Regions from separate parts of the Mus musculus genome. Here all the other regions are linked to region 3. Evidence: chromatin contacts called from public HiChIP or PLAC-seq and promoter capture Hi-C data. All regions are on one chromosome and are shown on one strand. Each heading gives the region's core, a stretch centred on a gene start, on an enhancer-like site or on the middle of the called end of the contact. The rest is flanking DNA. Distances are from core to core; before and after follow the strand shown.

Evidence for each region. HiChIP or PLAC-seq counts read pairs in DNA pulled down with a chosen protein or histone mark. Capture Hi-C pulls out chosen DNA fragments and counts their contacts.
Region 1: an H3K4me3 HiChIP or PLAC-seq map of embryonic stem cells shows a contact between it and region 3, with 33 read pairs. The contact joins the enhancer-like site here to the promoter of Acp7 in region 3. A contact is called at or near these places in 18 of 39 promoter capture datasets (the 3T3-L1 cell line, 3T3-L1-derived adipocytes, the C10 cell line and 11 more), 5 of 115 datasets of contacts at active chromatin or transcription factors (the HPC-7 cell line, craniofacial prominence, embryonic basal ganglia and 1 more) and 4 of 9 other capture datasets (adipose tissue, embryonic stem cells, liver and 1 more).
Region 2: a promoter capture Hi-C map of pancreatic islet shows a contact between it and region 3. The contact joins the promoter of Lgals7 here to the promoter of Acp7 in region 3. A contact is called at or near these places in 1 of 39 promoter capture datasets (embryonic stem cells), 4 of 484 Hi-C or Micro-C datasets (embryonic stem cells, extraembryonic endoderm stem cells and gonadal supporting cells) and 3 of 9 other capture datasets (adipose tissue, liver and pancreatic islet).

What each region holds. Positions count from the first base shown.
Region 1 is chr7:28,417,216-28,421,919 of GRCm38.p6, forward strand. The region is part of intron 2 of Samd4b (sterile alpha motif domain containing 4B); the gene reads right to left. Among named protein-coding and RNA genes, the nearest start is that of Samd4b, 17 kb to the right of the region's middle. Within about 2 kb of position 1,301, at least 98 of the 459 cell types and tissues checked have an H3K27ac peak or open chromatin away from gene starts, as enhancers often do. A contact at or near this core is called in 3T3-L1-derived adipocytes, adipose tissue and embryonic stem cells, where this site is marked.
Region 2 is chr7:28,860,865-28,865,712 of GRCm38.p6, forward strand. It overlaps Lgals7 (lectin, galactose binding, soluble 7), which reads left to right and starts at 3,522. Exons shown (of 4, transcript NM_008496.4): 1 at 3,522-3,622; 2 at 3,967-4,055; 3 at 4,670-4,848. The coding sequence starts at 3,617.
Region 3 is chr7:28,628,274-28,633,321 of GRCm38.p6, forward strand. It overlaps Acp7 (acid phosphatase 7, tartrate resistant), which reads right to left and starts at 2,640. Exons shown (of 13, transcript NM_175319.5): 1 at 2,571-2,640; 2 at 1,186-1,437. The coding sequence starts at 1,306.

The DNA of each region.
Region 1 (4,704 bases), core at 51-2,550, 210 kb before region 3:
TCATCCATTCAAAGCCATCCACTCACTTTATGACCACAGCACCAGCCCAAGAGTAACAGAACTAGCAGTACTGCAAGCACTCCTCACAAGGACAACAATGATGGCTGACACTGAGTGCATGTATGTGCTGTCCACCCTTAGCTTAACCATTTTATTATTTCTACACACAAGTAAGACCTGGGAAGGTGAAGTGACAGGACTGCAAGTGACAAACATGAAATCTAAGTTGCATGTCCTGGAAGAAACTTTCTCCATTTTATTTTAGGTGTCTTTCTGCATGTGTGTTGGTGTTTCATGTGCATGCAATGCCTGTGGAGGCCAGAAGAGGGTGTCAGATCCCCAGGTACTGGAGTTAGACAATTGTGAGCCAACATGTGGGTGCTGGGAATGGGCCTGGGCCTCTGGAAAAGCAGTCAGTGGTTACTGAGTCATTCCTCCAGCCTTCACTGTAACTTTCCATCTTCCAGTGCCAATGCTTTCAGTCTTGACTCCTCTTACATTATACCTGCCACTTAAAGCCAGGAAAATGCCTCTCCCATCTATCTTTATCTGAACCAGCTCTCAGTGTCCACAAAGTTCTTTCTCCAACCATCACAATATTTAAAATTTAAAATAAAATTAAAATTCTGAAGTGGGACAAGTTCTTCCTTAAGTCAGGAAGCCTTTTCTAGCCTATCCTTCTACCTCCAACTGGCATGGAGTCACATAACACTTTGATATCTTTCTTTTTTGGACTTAGTTCCAACCTTTCATTCTTGATGAGAAATACAGCAAGTAATATTAAGGACAAAGTCAAAGGCCTTGTATTCCAGCTGTCTGTACAAGAAGCACAGGGTTGCTGAGATGTGGGCTGCTCAGATTTAGGTAAGGGTGTCTGTGAAGGATTAACGGTCTGCATGTAGTTAATGTGCAAGATGTGGCTCAGTGATGGGTCTTTTTCTCCTTGCTCCTGCATCCCTACCCAGACTTCTCAATTGCTGTTGTTTAGGCATTACAGTGTAGCCAGAGGCATCTAAGACACAGAGAAGCCTTGTCTAAACCTCCCCCACCCCCAGAGTACTGCCAGGACCCCAGGGCTATGGGATGCAGCTTCTCCTCTGGTACTGCCAGGGGACGCGACAGAACAGCCTCAAGGGTTGGGCTCAAAGGAGGACCTTGTTCTATTGCCCAGAAAGGAGAGAGTAATTCTGAACCGATGAAGGCTGACCCTGAGGAAATGTGTGCTCATGTGTCTGAGTGGTGGTGGTAGGAAGGGCGAGCCTCCCAGGACTGGGAAGCGTCAATGAGCACTGGAATGAGTCCAAGGAATGTGCATAGCCTCAGGCCTCTTGGGGTGAGCCCAGCTGGGGATGCAGATGACGGGTGGGGATGGAACTTCTAGTTTCCTGCCCAGATCAGAAAACTCTGGCCCAGAGTTAGGCACAGCAGGGGCCCAATGAATACCTGGACGATTGACCCAGACGGTCTGTTGGTAGGTAGTGGTGTCTACGTGTGTAATGTGCCCTCTCTGGGATTCCAAACATTCAGTTATCCTGCCTTAAGTTCTAGCAGAGTATATTCTGCAAGTTCAAAAGGAAAAACCTGCCTGGGTTTAATAAACAAACAAACAAATTAATTCTGCCTCTGTCTCCACGACTCAGTATACTGTAACCATGGACCAGTTCTTTAAATTCACTGAATCTTGGTCATTTCTTTATGCAACAATGGCTGTAAAGTTACAGGGTTGTAGACAACAAGGGTGCAAAGCACCTGGCATGAGCAAGTGCTCAGCACATGAACACAAACCTCCACTGTCCCTGGGTGGAAATCTTTCTTGAGGCTATTAACCCGTGGCTCACTTAGCACAGCACAACTGGGACTCCCCTTAAGAGTTCCCACAGGGTTGGGGACATTTTTGCAACTATTTACCAAAACCAGACACATGTCTGCTCTTAAGTTAGAGGCATATTTTGTAGTGATAAAATGCTGGAAGTGGGTGGACTGGGTTTGGGGAACCAAGCAATGCAAGAATGCCAGCAGTTGCTCCTGTCAGAGATGCAAATTTGGACTCTGAGGACACAGAGAAGGTAAAGTAGATTGTGTGAGTGCCCTCCTTAGCATGATGGCCATGGGATGGAACTGGACAGGTAACCCAAGCAAAGTAGGTCATGACCCTTGGTCCTGGCAAATCATAGGGAGCCAAATGTATCTTTGAGACATAGAGGAAGCCCATTTTTATATGTTTAGTGTTGTAACAATCATGTTGGCCTCTCTGGCACTAATCAGAGGGGCTGGGGCTTGGCTTCAGACATACTCTTCTCTGCCTCACCCAGCTCACACAGACACGCGTTCACATTTTTGTTTGATGAACTATGTCAGTAGAGCCTGAAAGGGAAGGGTGGGGGTATCAGAGGATGAGTTCTGGTGACTCACTCACCATGGCCCCTTCTGACCCCTGTTTTCCCACCCAAATTCAGGGAGCCAGAGAGGGAGAGGCTTAAATCTGCTAGATATGGAGACTGACTCAGAGGACTAGATGTAAGAAGAAATGCAAGAACTGCAGACCAGGAAGAGGATGAGGAAGAAGAGATCTTAGCTGCCCAGACCCAATCTCCAGCTACCAGCCCATGGGAACACCCTTATGATTCAAGACACATTCAGCAGCCCAAGACTGCTGTTGGAGCTCCAAACAGCAGAGAACTAGGATAAGTAGGGCTGATGACAACTGGGAACTCTAGGCCTCTCTGTCCTGGTTGGTTATTTTTGTCAACCTACCACAATTTAGAATTTTCCTAAGAAGAGGAACTTCAATTGAGGCTTCCAGAAGATTGGCCTATAGGCAACCCTGTGAGACATTTTTCTTGATTAATTATCTGTGGGTGGGCCCAGACCACTATGGGCAGGTGATCCTGAGTGGTATTAAGAAAGCAGGTAGAGCAAGCTATGAAGAACCAGTAAGCAGTGTTCCTCTGTGATATGTGCTTCAGTTCCTACCTCCAGGTGCCTGTATGGAGTTCCTGCTTTGATGTCCCTTCAGAATGGACTGTAAGCTTTAGATGAATAAGCTCTTCCTTCCCCAAGTTGCTTTGATCAATGTGCCTACCACTCTAAGACAGGAGATGGACCTGAAGGACATGAGTCACAGTGCTTGGTCTTTATAAGAATCTGGACCCCTCTCTGGGCCCATCCCTTCAGGATTCTCACTTATTATTGGGTCTGGGGTGGGGGTGGGGGTGTGAAGATTCGGAATCTGTATTTTAAGTTGTTCTGACCCTGAGATTATGATAATACATGAGTGGGAAACACAAAGGAATGAAGAACCATAATGAGCAGAAAGAAATAAAATATCAGGAGAGACAGCTTTTCCCAAGGGCCATGTACCAGTTCCAAGAGGCAGGAACAAGCGGATTACTGGGCAAGTCTACCTAAAGGTGGAAGTGACAGGAGATACCACCTCTTTAGACTTAAAGTCACATCCATTAGGAAGTATTTAAGGGCCCCACAGACTTTATCCATGAGTACTTTCCTGAAAGTGATGCTTTGCTGTAACCCCGACAGACATCCTTCGTGCTCAATATGGGTTATGCCAAGGTCTCCCTCTCTTCTCTCATCTGTTTTCCTTGCCTCTCTACCCATCAGCTTCATAGAAAACTTCTCAAAACATGACAGAGATGTAAGATCTTGGCTCATATATTCACTATCATGCAATTCCTAAACAGTAGTCCTCCAGTACTAGCTGAGCCCTCCCCAATATGCTGATGTAACTGTTTGGAAAGGGCCTCCACTGTTTTGTATAGCATAACGTTCACAGACAATGTGGTAAGAACAAAAACTTTAGAATAACATACCTTCACACTAGGAGCTCCAGAGCTATTTAGAGATTCATCCTAGAGCTGCTTAAAGCATCTCTACTACAGCTTGGAGGAGCAAAACCAAATGGACCAACCAGGTGGTAGACAGAGCTAGTGGTCAATTACTCCCAAGTAAAAGTTGATTCCCTACTCTCTAGCCCAGCAGTTTTCAACCTTTGGGTCACGACCCCTTTGGGGATTGAGTATCAGATATCCTGTATATCAGATACTTATTTTATGATTCATAATAGCAAAATTACAGTTCTGAAGCAGCAATGAAATGATTTTATGGTTGGGGGCCACCATAACATGAGGAACTACATTAAAGTGCTGCAGCATTAGGAAGGTTGAGACCCACTGTTCTAGCCTAGTCTGTGACTCAGAGCAAGTCACTCAGCTTCCCCATCCATAAAACAGGCTTCCCTTACAAGTGCTGTGAGCGTTAGACAGCAACAGACTGCGCATGCCTGTAACCTCAGACTTAAGAGGCATAAGTCACTGCATTGCAAGTTTGAGGCCAGCATAGACTGTAGGCTGAGATCCTGTCTCAAAAAATGTAAAAATCTAAGGCCAAGTGTGGGAGTGCACACCTTTTATCCCAGTACTCAGGAAGAAGCAGAGGCAGGTGGATCTCTTAAATTTGAAGACAGTCTGGTCTATATGGAGAGTTGTAGGCCAGGCAGGGGCGCAAAAATGGGACCTTGTCTCAAAAAATAAACAACCCAAAACCAATAAAATGACAAAGCTCATAGAAAATGTGTGCACTCATATTGCACAGATCATCTCATAACACATAAGATCAGGAAAGAAGACCCCACATTTAACCTTCTATAGCAATTTTTTTTGGAAGTTTTGAAAACAAATGCAAAAACTG
Region 2 (4,848 bases), core at 2,272-4,771, 230 kb after region 3:
GTACAGAGACCCTAACCTGTAACCCCAGCAATGGGGAGGCTAAGAAAAGAGGTTTGATAGTTCCTGGCTCACCTGCACTATAGCGGAGACCTCATCTATAAAAGAAAGAGGAGGCTGAAGAGATGGTGTCAATGGCTAAGAGCACTTGCTGCTCTTCCAGAGGACTCGGGTTCTGTTCCCAGGATCCACAAGTGACTAGAAACTGTCAGCAACTCCAGTACCAGAATACCTGGCGCCCTCTTCTGACCTCCTCAGGTACTGCACTCACATGGTGCACATATATACATGCAGGCAAAACCACCCATACACATAAAATAAACACCAACACAATCTGTCAGAGGGCTCACAAGCCTATGTAATTCCAGCTCCCGTAATCTGACGCCCTCTTTTTGTCTCCCCAGGCATTACACTTGCATGCATATATCTCTCCGCAGACACGCACTTAAACCAAAATCAAATTAAAATCTTTAAAGTTCAGGTTTTTCACCAGATCATCAATATCATTATCACTTCATTCCTTTCTTACCTTTTTCTATTTTTGTTGTTTTGTTTCAAGACACAATTTCTCTGTTTCACCCTGGCTCTGCTGGAACTTATTCTATCGTCCAGGCTGGTCTCAAACTCAAAGATATACCTGTCTCTGCCTCGCCAGAGCTGGACTTAAAGGCATGGATCACCATGCCTAGCTTCACTTCATTATTTCCACTGTGTACAAAAAAATAATAAAAATTATGACAGACCAACATTGACGAGTGGAGCCTTGGGTTTTGAGTCCCCACAGCTGAGCTGGGGCTGTCGATGCCGGTGTACCTGTCTAGTGTGGACAAAGCTCTGGGTTCAGCATTGCACCAACCAGTTGTGATAGCACAGCACATCCTAGCATTTGGGAGGTTGCAGCAGTAGGACCAAGAATTCAAGGCCATCCTTGGCTAATTAGGAAGTTCAAGGCTAGCCTGGGCTACATGAAATTGTTGTTTAAAGCTAACCCAAACCAAAGCAACCTCCCTTTAGCTCCCCCAAACCTCAAGGACCCATTTGTTAGATTCCTTCTTAGTCCAGAGCATTTTTTCATAAAAATAGACCCAGTGAATAAATGCATTCACTAATGAATTAAAAATGATAAAATGAACACGTTCAGAGCTTGCAGCGAGACAGTCAAACTCAATCACCGATGCAGCACATCTCAGTTCCCAGAAAGGAGATAGATGCAGGAAATTGATAAAGGATGGAGCGCAACACTCTTACCAATCACCAAAGGCAAGTTCAGATCTGTGAAGAAGGTGTACGTGAACTTCCATCCAGCCCTGATGAAGAAAACGAGAGGCCAGCCGTGGGAACCAGCAACCACAAACAGAACGAGGTGCAGGCAAGTGTCAGGCGGTGATTTATACAGAGCGTGAAGCTAAAATAATGGGAGCCACAATTATCAGCCTAACTGTGACAAACGGGTGGTGGTGTAACATGAAACCTGATGTCCCCTTGTTCTGCCCTGTGATGGGTCCTTGTCCTGTGGAAACCCAAGGCAAGAACCTTCGAACCTCACTCTAAGTAGCTCCTCTCAAACCCAAGTTTTCTTGTTTGTTTGTAAAGAGTTTTAAAGTGTGTGTGTGCCCCATGTGTGTGTGAACCTGAAGAGGCCACAAAAAGGCATCAGATTCTCTGGACCTGGAGTTTCAGGAGGTTGTAAGGTCCCTGATGTGGGTGCTGGGAACTGAACTTGGGTCCTCTGTAAGAACAGCAGTGTTTTTTTGTTTGTTTGTTTGTTTTTGTTTTGTTGTTGTCGTGTTTTGATTTTTTTGTTATGTGTGTGTGTGTGTGTTTAGACAGGGTTTCTCTGTGGAGCCCTGGCTGTCCTGGAACTCATTCTCCAGACCAGGCTGGCCTCGAACGCACAGAACTGCTTTTTTTTTTGCCTTCCTAGTGCTGGGATTAAAAGCATGCCTCACCACTGGAAGGAAGGAAGGAAGGAAGGAAGGAAGGAAGGAAGGAAGGAAGGAAGGAAGGAAGGAAGGAAGGAAGGAAGGAAGGAAGGAAGCCAGTTGCTGTTGTTTGAGACCGTGTTTTCCAGCCCGCGTTGGCTTCAAATGACCTCGTGCTGACTCTCTCGCCTTCACCTCCCACGCGCTGGTTTCCAGGTGGAGCAATCAGGTCCATCTCCAGCCTGTCTTCTCCAGGGCTCCTCCCCCAGCATCGCAGCGCCCACGTTTCTCTGGCATCTTCTGTGCCCTCTCTGGGCCACCTCACGGGATTCCTTGATGTGTATTCTAGGGTTGTGTGTGTTGCGGGCGTGGGGGGGGGGTCTGAATATGGGAAACTGGGACAGAGAAGCAGGAGAGGTAGCAAGTTCCTAATCTCCAAGGCAACTTTCCACTCCCAGCATGCATCTGGCCTCCGGCTCTGCCACCTGCTGGGTGGGGCAGGAGTAGGGTGGTGGGGATAGGGATGGGAAAGATCTTTCAGGAAGGCTGCTGGGCTGTTAGGAGTGGTAACTGCTCAGCGCTCCCACCCTCCCTTTGCCTGCCTTCCAGAAATTTCTCTTTCATTCTTTATGAGTCACCCCTACACACACCCACACACACATACACACACACACACACACACACACACACTTTCTCTATTTCTCTAGAGTGCTGGTCTAGGGAGACTAAAACTCAGGCTATTGGAAGTTTCCCCAATGTGTTTCATTTGATCTGGGTGGTGACTGGCAGCCCGGGACACCCACCAACCCATATTCCATCACACTCTCATTGGATGGGAAGGTGGGCTCAGTTCCAAGGAGGAGCTGATAGAGACCTGAAGAAGAAAAGTAGGAACCACTGAGAAGAGAGAGGGAGAGAGAGAGAGAGAGAGAGAGAGAGCGAGAGAGCAGAGCGCTGATCTTGATCTTTGGGCAAATTGTTCCCATGAGCACTGTTTCCTGTACGTCAGTACAGTGGCTCGATATACTCCACATATCCTGGTAAGGTTCAGACACACATCTGGACACCCAGAGGTCTCAGCAGCCTGGCCACTGTTAGTGAAACTTCATTATTTGACCCTCCGTTACTGGCCACTCCATTACTGACCACTTCAAACGTGCCAACACACTCTTGGTAACCTGGGGGGTAGGGTGGGGGCACAGCATAGGATAAAAAGGAATAGCGGGTTTCCTGGGGACCCCATTGAGTTATTATGCCTGTCTTTGACGGCAGAAGCAGAGGTGGCCAGGACAAAGCAGAGCAGCCTGCGCTCCAGGGAAGAGGCTCCTTTCAGAAAGGGTGGAGGCTGATGCTTGCGCAGCCTTTCTGGATCCACTAGATCTCCAGGGGAGTCCAGTGTCTGACAGGGCGGTAGGGGTATGAAAGGGGAGGTGAGAAGAGCACAGGGCAAACCTCCCCAGTCTTGGTATTAAAGGTTGTCCCTATCTCTAAGCCTAGGAAAAGGGGAGAGGGAGCTGGTGTGTGGGGGCAGGGCAGGAGGAGACTCGCCCGGCCTTGACAGCTTTGCCTTAGGGCAGGGGTCTGTGCCAGCTGTGGGCGTTGGATGGAAAGGGAGGAGCTGAACCACTACCTTGCCTTTACTTAAGGTCCCCTCCCACAGCGACTGGCCACATTGTTGCTGTATTGCTGTGCCCGCCATGTCTGTAAGTATACTGGGGCCCAAGCTGGGGAAACGGGGCTTTGGGACAAGGCCAAGTCTGGAAGCTGGGACTAGCTTAAACCTCCCCTTCAAAGCAAAAAACGGGTATCAGGAGAGCTGGCTGCTATCTCTTGGGTTTCACCAGCACGTCCTGATAGGTTGTCTCCCAGCTGGCTTTGCTTTCTTCTAACTGCATTGTCTCTGTCAGGTCTGTGTGCCTGTCTCTGCCTCTCCGTTAATCTGCATCCCTCTTGGTTTCTGCCTGGTCCCTGGAGTTCCTAGCTGGGGCTGACCAGTCTGTTTCTTTGTCTCCCTGGTTCTCATTCTTGCCCCACCCAATTCTTACAGGCTACCCAGCACAAGACCTCCCTGCCTCAGGGCGTCCGCGTGGGCACTGTCATGAGAATTCGAGGCATGGTCCCTGACCAGGCTGGCAGGTGATATCCCAGGTTCCAGGGGAAAGGGTGGGTGGGGCATCTCCTGGCTCAGTTGAACCCTGGTTCTTAGAGCCCACATATGGTGTCCCTGGAACCTTGTTTGCCATGTGGAGTCTTGGAGTCCCTATTGCTAGCTTAATTTGGATATTTTCACTGATGTTCCCCAAGACTTGTGGGTGGGTGTGCCCAAGTCTCCCTAAAAATGTAGGCTTCTAGAACAATAATAAGAATCCCTGGTTAGTCCTACGATCTCCATGTCCAGTTTTCCAGGACAATGAAAATCTCTCTTGGATCTTGAAGCTACCCTGGATGCCCAGGGTACCCGGTCATCAAGTCCATGACCTACTAAAATTGAGACCTTGGGCTTTGTGGGAATATTGATAACCTGGAATAGTGGGGTCCCTTGCTATTAACTCTGCTTATCTGGAGTGCGATTCCCTGAACCCCACTCAGGCACAGCAGGCCATCCCACAACCTAGGACAGCTCCAGGCTCTGGAAATGAGGGGGATCCTGGCTACAAACACAGGGACTCCCTATGGGTGTGGGTGTGCCGGTGGAACCACATAACTTGCACATGGTGGTTGCTGATCTTTGAGGCTTACTGTCCCCGAAGGTTCCATGTAAACCTGCTATGCGGTGAGGAGCAAGGAGCAGATGCCGCCTTGCACTTTAACCCGAGGCTGGACACTTCCGAGGTTGTCTTCAACACCAAAGAACAAGGCAAATGGGGCCGTGAGGAGCGAGGCACCGGCATCCCCTTCGAGCGTGGGCAGCCCTTTGAAGTGCTCCTCA
Region 3 (5,048 bases), core at 1,390-3,889:
GCTTCTACTTCTCAAGTGCTAGGAATAGAGGTGTGAGCTAGTACATCCAATGGATCTATCTATCTATCTATCTATCTATCTATCTATCTATGTATCCATTCATTCATTTATTTTGAGGCAGGGTCTCCTGTAGGCCAGGCTGGCTTCAGATTTTCTTGTTAGCCAAAGCTAGTGGTTTCTATTGCCTTCATATTCTAAGTCCTGGAATTAGAGTTGCCTCACCCTGTTCCCATCACCTCTTAATAAATAAAAGATCTTTCCGGCCTGAAGTGGTAGCTTATGCCTGAAATCCCCAAATTTGGAAAGCTGAGACAGAAGGATTGATAATTCAAGGCTAGCCTGGGCTACAGATAGAAACTCTATCTTACTAGACCAGATGTTTTAAAAATGGCCTGAGGGTAGTTCAGTTTGGTGGAGTGTTTGCTCCACATGCACAAGGCCCTGGGTTAAATCCCTAAGGCCTAGTCTCAAAAAGGAGAGAGAGAGAGAGAGAGAGACAGACAGACAGACAGACAGACACAGAGAGACAGAGAGGAGAAGAAAGAAGAAAAAGGAAAAAGAGACATAGTAGTTCACTCCTGCAAACTTAGCACCTGAAAGACTAAGACTGAAGGTACAGGGAAACTCTCAGGCTATCCTGGGCTACAAATGTGAGAAACTCTCAAAAGAATAAAACAAATACTTGGGAGGTAGAAGCAGGAGGCTCAGGAACTCAAGGTCAGCCTAGGCTACAAAGCAAATTTGAGGCCAGCCTGGGCTACATGAACCTATTTCCAAAACCCAGAGGAGATGGAAGAGACCCGTTTTCTGCCAGAAAGAAGAAAAGATGGATAAAGAGGTGGCCCATTTCTCTCATTCCCCACCATCATTTACTGGTTTCTTCCACAACTGGTTTCAGAAGTCAGGGTGATAACATTCGAAGCCCTGAGATAAGATAGCAAAGCAGAGAGCCAAGGGAGTCCCTTCAGAGCTGGAGCACAGCAGCTTGTGATGGGCGATTACCATCATCCTTCCCCACACAATGGGACACCAGCCTGCTGAAATCCCATTTCACAGAGGCACACCACTGAGGCTGGAAGGACAAGTCACCAGCCTGGGCTTCTCAAACTGAGCCCTTCACCCAACAGTGGACTTCAAGGCTGAAGAAAGAGCAGCAGAATGAGGTGAGGGGTCCGGAACACTTACCCAGGTAGGACAGATGGATTTGCTCTGGTGTAACATGAGGATACTCTTGGGCTCCCTGGACTCCCGGGGAGAAAGGCAGGAGCATGCAGAAGAAGAGCCAGCCTCCAAGAAAGGGGCTCATGGTAGGAAGAAAGGGGATGGTGGGAAGCCGAGTGGAATGCAGGGATGTGATCAAATTCCGCTGGTGGGTCCCACAGAGGATGGAGAATGGACCGATGCCAGGCAGAGCCGTGTGTCCGTCTGTCAGGATGTCTGTGGGGGAGGAAGACTGAATGACTGAAACGTCTCTGAGGGGAGTGGTGAAGGAGATGCTGGTGAGAGAATAATTAATGAGGTTTCTGAGCCTCGCTGCTCAGCACTTTGCATAGATTAATGGCAGGAGGCCTCACAGCATTCCTATGAGGTGGTGGCGACAGACATCACCAACCCAGTCACATATAGGAAACTGAGCAACCGAGTGACTCAGTGGCAAGGCTAGGATGAGATGCAGCTGAGTTTGAACCCTTCCGGCCCAGGCTCCTGATCCTGGGAGGGGGCTAGGAGGCTGGGGGGCGGGGATGCCTTTGACAACGCCATCCCCAACATCTCTGTCTTCTCTTAGCGACCTATTCTCCAGATTCTTAGCATCCCACTGTACCCTCAGCCTCTCTAATTCATCCTCAGATTTCCACTTATTCCTCCGGACCCGATAACTCCAACTCTACTCCCAGATTTCTCATTAGCTCCACCTGCCTGGAGCGGCTTCTTCTCATTCCCCTCCCCAACATCCCATCTTGCCTTCAGATCTCTCTCCTCCCCGGGCTCCATCCTCATCCCAGCTGCCTCTCCAGCCCTGAACCTGCATTGCCTGAACCCCGGTTTCTCCTCAGCTCCCAGGCCAGCTGAGGTTCTGAAGTTCGGTCCACCTGCCCTCGGGACCTGGACAGGTGCCTCGGGTCTGAAAGAACCGTCCACCGAAGGTCGAGAGCTGGGACGTGGGGTGGGGGGCGCAATCGGGAAGGGGACGCCGGCTCACCCTCAGGGGCGCGCCAGCCGCCCTCACGGTCCTCTCGGCCACCGATGCGCTGCAGTATTTATGAGCTTGCAGGGACACAGGCTCCCGCCGCCCACAGGTGTCCCAGCCCCGGAAGAGCCGGCTGCTTCAGGTGACGGGCTCCCCAGACAGCCCGAGCCCCGTGTCCCACAGGTCCGGCCGGTCCCTGGCGCCCCACGCCCACCCTCACGCCCCCCTCAGGGTGGGGCGCAGAAAGAGGGGACCCAGAAAAGCATGGGACGCCGCCACCTCCGAGCCAGACAGCAGGTTAGCGCCGGGACAGGTAAGGCTGCCCTGTCCCCAGGCGTCCCACCGCCCCAGCTGCGGAGACCCCCTGGTGACAGAAACCCACCCTCAGTCCCAAGGGAGGCCGCGATCCTGGGATTCCCATCCATCTCCGTTGAGCCCTCAGCATCTTCCTCTCAGCTCCTTCCTGCTTCCCAGAGCCGGGACTCTCCCTCAGACCCCCGCAGGGTATCCTGGAAAACACAAACTCCAAAGGCCCTGGTGACAATGGTGTTTGTGAGCCCGGTGCCCTAGGCGCAGTTGCTCAATCTCGCTACAGCCTGTTTTCTCACCTGTAAAAAAGGAGGAGATGGCTGGCACATACCCCGGTGTGCTACCCTAAGAACCGAGTTCAAGTCCAGAGCCGCCCCCACCCCCCCCACACCCCTGTCAAGGTGGGAACAAGTGGAATTTGAGCTGTCTAGATGCTGAAGAGGCCTTCAGCAAAGTGCGCTTAGGGTTTCCCAGATCCACAGCAGACACGTTCTTGGGGGAAGAGAGGTTTTCTGTCTTACACGCATTTTCTGTGCGATGACTCTGCAGTTTAGCTTTGTAAGCAGTTCTAGGTCTTTGGAGGTGGAGCTTGTGGAGTCTGACTTCGGGGCGGGAGTCCCCGGTCTTTAGGATTTTTGAACTCCCTACCCCTTTTCATTACAGCTTAAAATGTAATAATAATAATAATAATAATAATAATAATAATAATAATAATAATTGATAAATCACTCGGATCTGGGGCTAGTGTTGCACGCCCTTTATCTCCTGCACACCGGAGGCAGAGGGTCCTTATGAGTTCAAAGCCAGCTAGCCTGTTCTGCGATGAGTTCCAGGGCTACACAGTAACGAGTGTGAGCCTGTCTCAAAGATAAAATAATCACTTGGTCGTAGTGGTACACCCCTTAATCCCAATCTGTAGGAGGCTGGACCAGGAGGCCAGGAACCTGAGGCCAGCTAGGCTCCCTAACAAGACCCTATCTTAAAGCAGAACGCCACAAACAACTCTCTTTATCAATTTCAGCTCTGGCTCACCGCTACTCTAGCAGCCACAATCAAAACCTCTTCTTGTTATTTTTCTTGGTGGCCTTCCAGAATGGAAGCATCTTAGCCGGGTTTTATGCAAAGGATGCCTACTGCAAACCTAACGTGACTCCTGGCTGCTCCTGTTTTTATGCCACCAAGTTATGGACAGCCAAATATTTTTAAAGCAAGTGTGTCATACGGAAACACATGTGCTTTCTCATTTGTTTATTTGAAAACAGGATTTTATGTAATCCGGACTAGACTGGAACTCACTTACTCCATAGCTGAGGCTAGCCTGGAACTCCTGATCTTGTTTTGTTTTGTTTTGTTTTGTTTTGTTTTGTTTTGTTTTGTTTTGTTTTGTTTTGTTTTGTTTTTCAAGACAGGGTTTCTCTATATAGCCCTGGCTGTCCTGGAACTCACTCTATAGACCAGGCTGGCCTCGAACTCAGAAATTCGCCTGTCTCTGCCTCCCAAGTGCTGGGATTAAAGGCATGAGCCACCACTGCCCAGCACTCCTGATCTTCTAGACTCAGCCTATCAAATGCAAGGATTACAGGCGCGTGCCACAGTGCCTGACTTGTTGGTTTGTTTGTTTTAAATTCTTTATTAGATCTATTTATTTGTATATCTGTGAATTTGTTTGTATTTTGGTGGGTCCGAGTAGAGGGGGGGGGCGTTAAATTGAGAGGTCTTGAAATGTAGTCCAGGCTGGACTGGAATTTACTATGTATCCCAGGCTAGCCTCCAGCCTTTTCTGCAGTCCGTCTATTCCTGTGTGCTGGGACTGCAGTCACCAGCACAGCAGGCCATGCTGACTCCTTAGTTCATTAAACGTCAAGTCTAGCATCAGATCCAAAAGAACAGTTAACCTGGAAGCTTTGCTTTCCACTTTGTGGGGGGTTTTTCCCCCTCAGAGGAAAGCCTTATTAGGAAAGTTCTGGCACCTCAGCAGCACAGGCAGCTGGGAGAAGCAGACCTTTCAGTTCTAAGTGGCAGCTTCATTAGGAGAGATGACTGACAGGTAGCAGGGTCCTGGCAGGGATTGGCTTCTCCTGGTCTAGAGCTGTTGGTAAATGCTTTGGGTCCCCGGCAGGACTGTAGTGGGATTTGGAAGCATGCTGTGGGGTTCCTGGGACCAGGCCCTGGTCAGGCAATCACTTCCTGCTGCCCTCCTTGGGGTAGAAGGATGTGCTGAATTCTGTGCTGTGTCTGTCCTCCTGAGCTCCACTAAGCCCTGCTCTGCAGGTCGAGGCACTTGCTGCCAAGCCGAGTTCCATCCCCAAGGCCCCCAAGGTGGAAGGAGAAAACGGACTCCTCTGGCCTCCATGGGCATACACTGTGGCACTCACACACCCACAGTCACACGCAGCCCCACCAAATAAATAAACAAACAAACATGGCTTAAAAATTTAAAAGAAACCACATATGTGGAGATGGGTCTGGTGATATAATCCCAACATTTGGAAGTCTGAGGCAGGAGGACTGCTGCTATTAATAGCTCAAGGTCAGGTTTGGCAACCTAGTA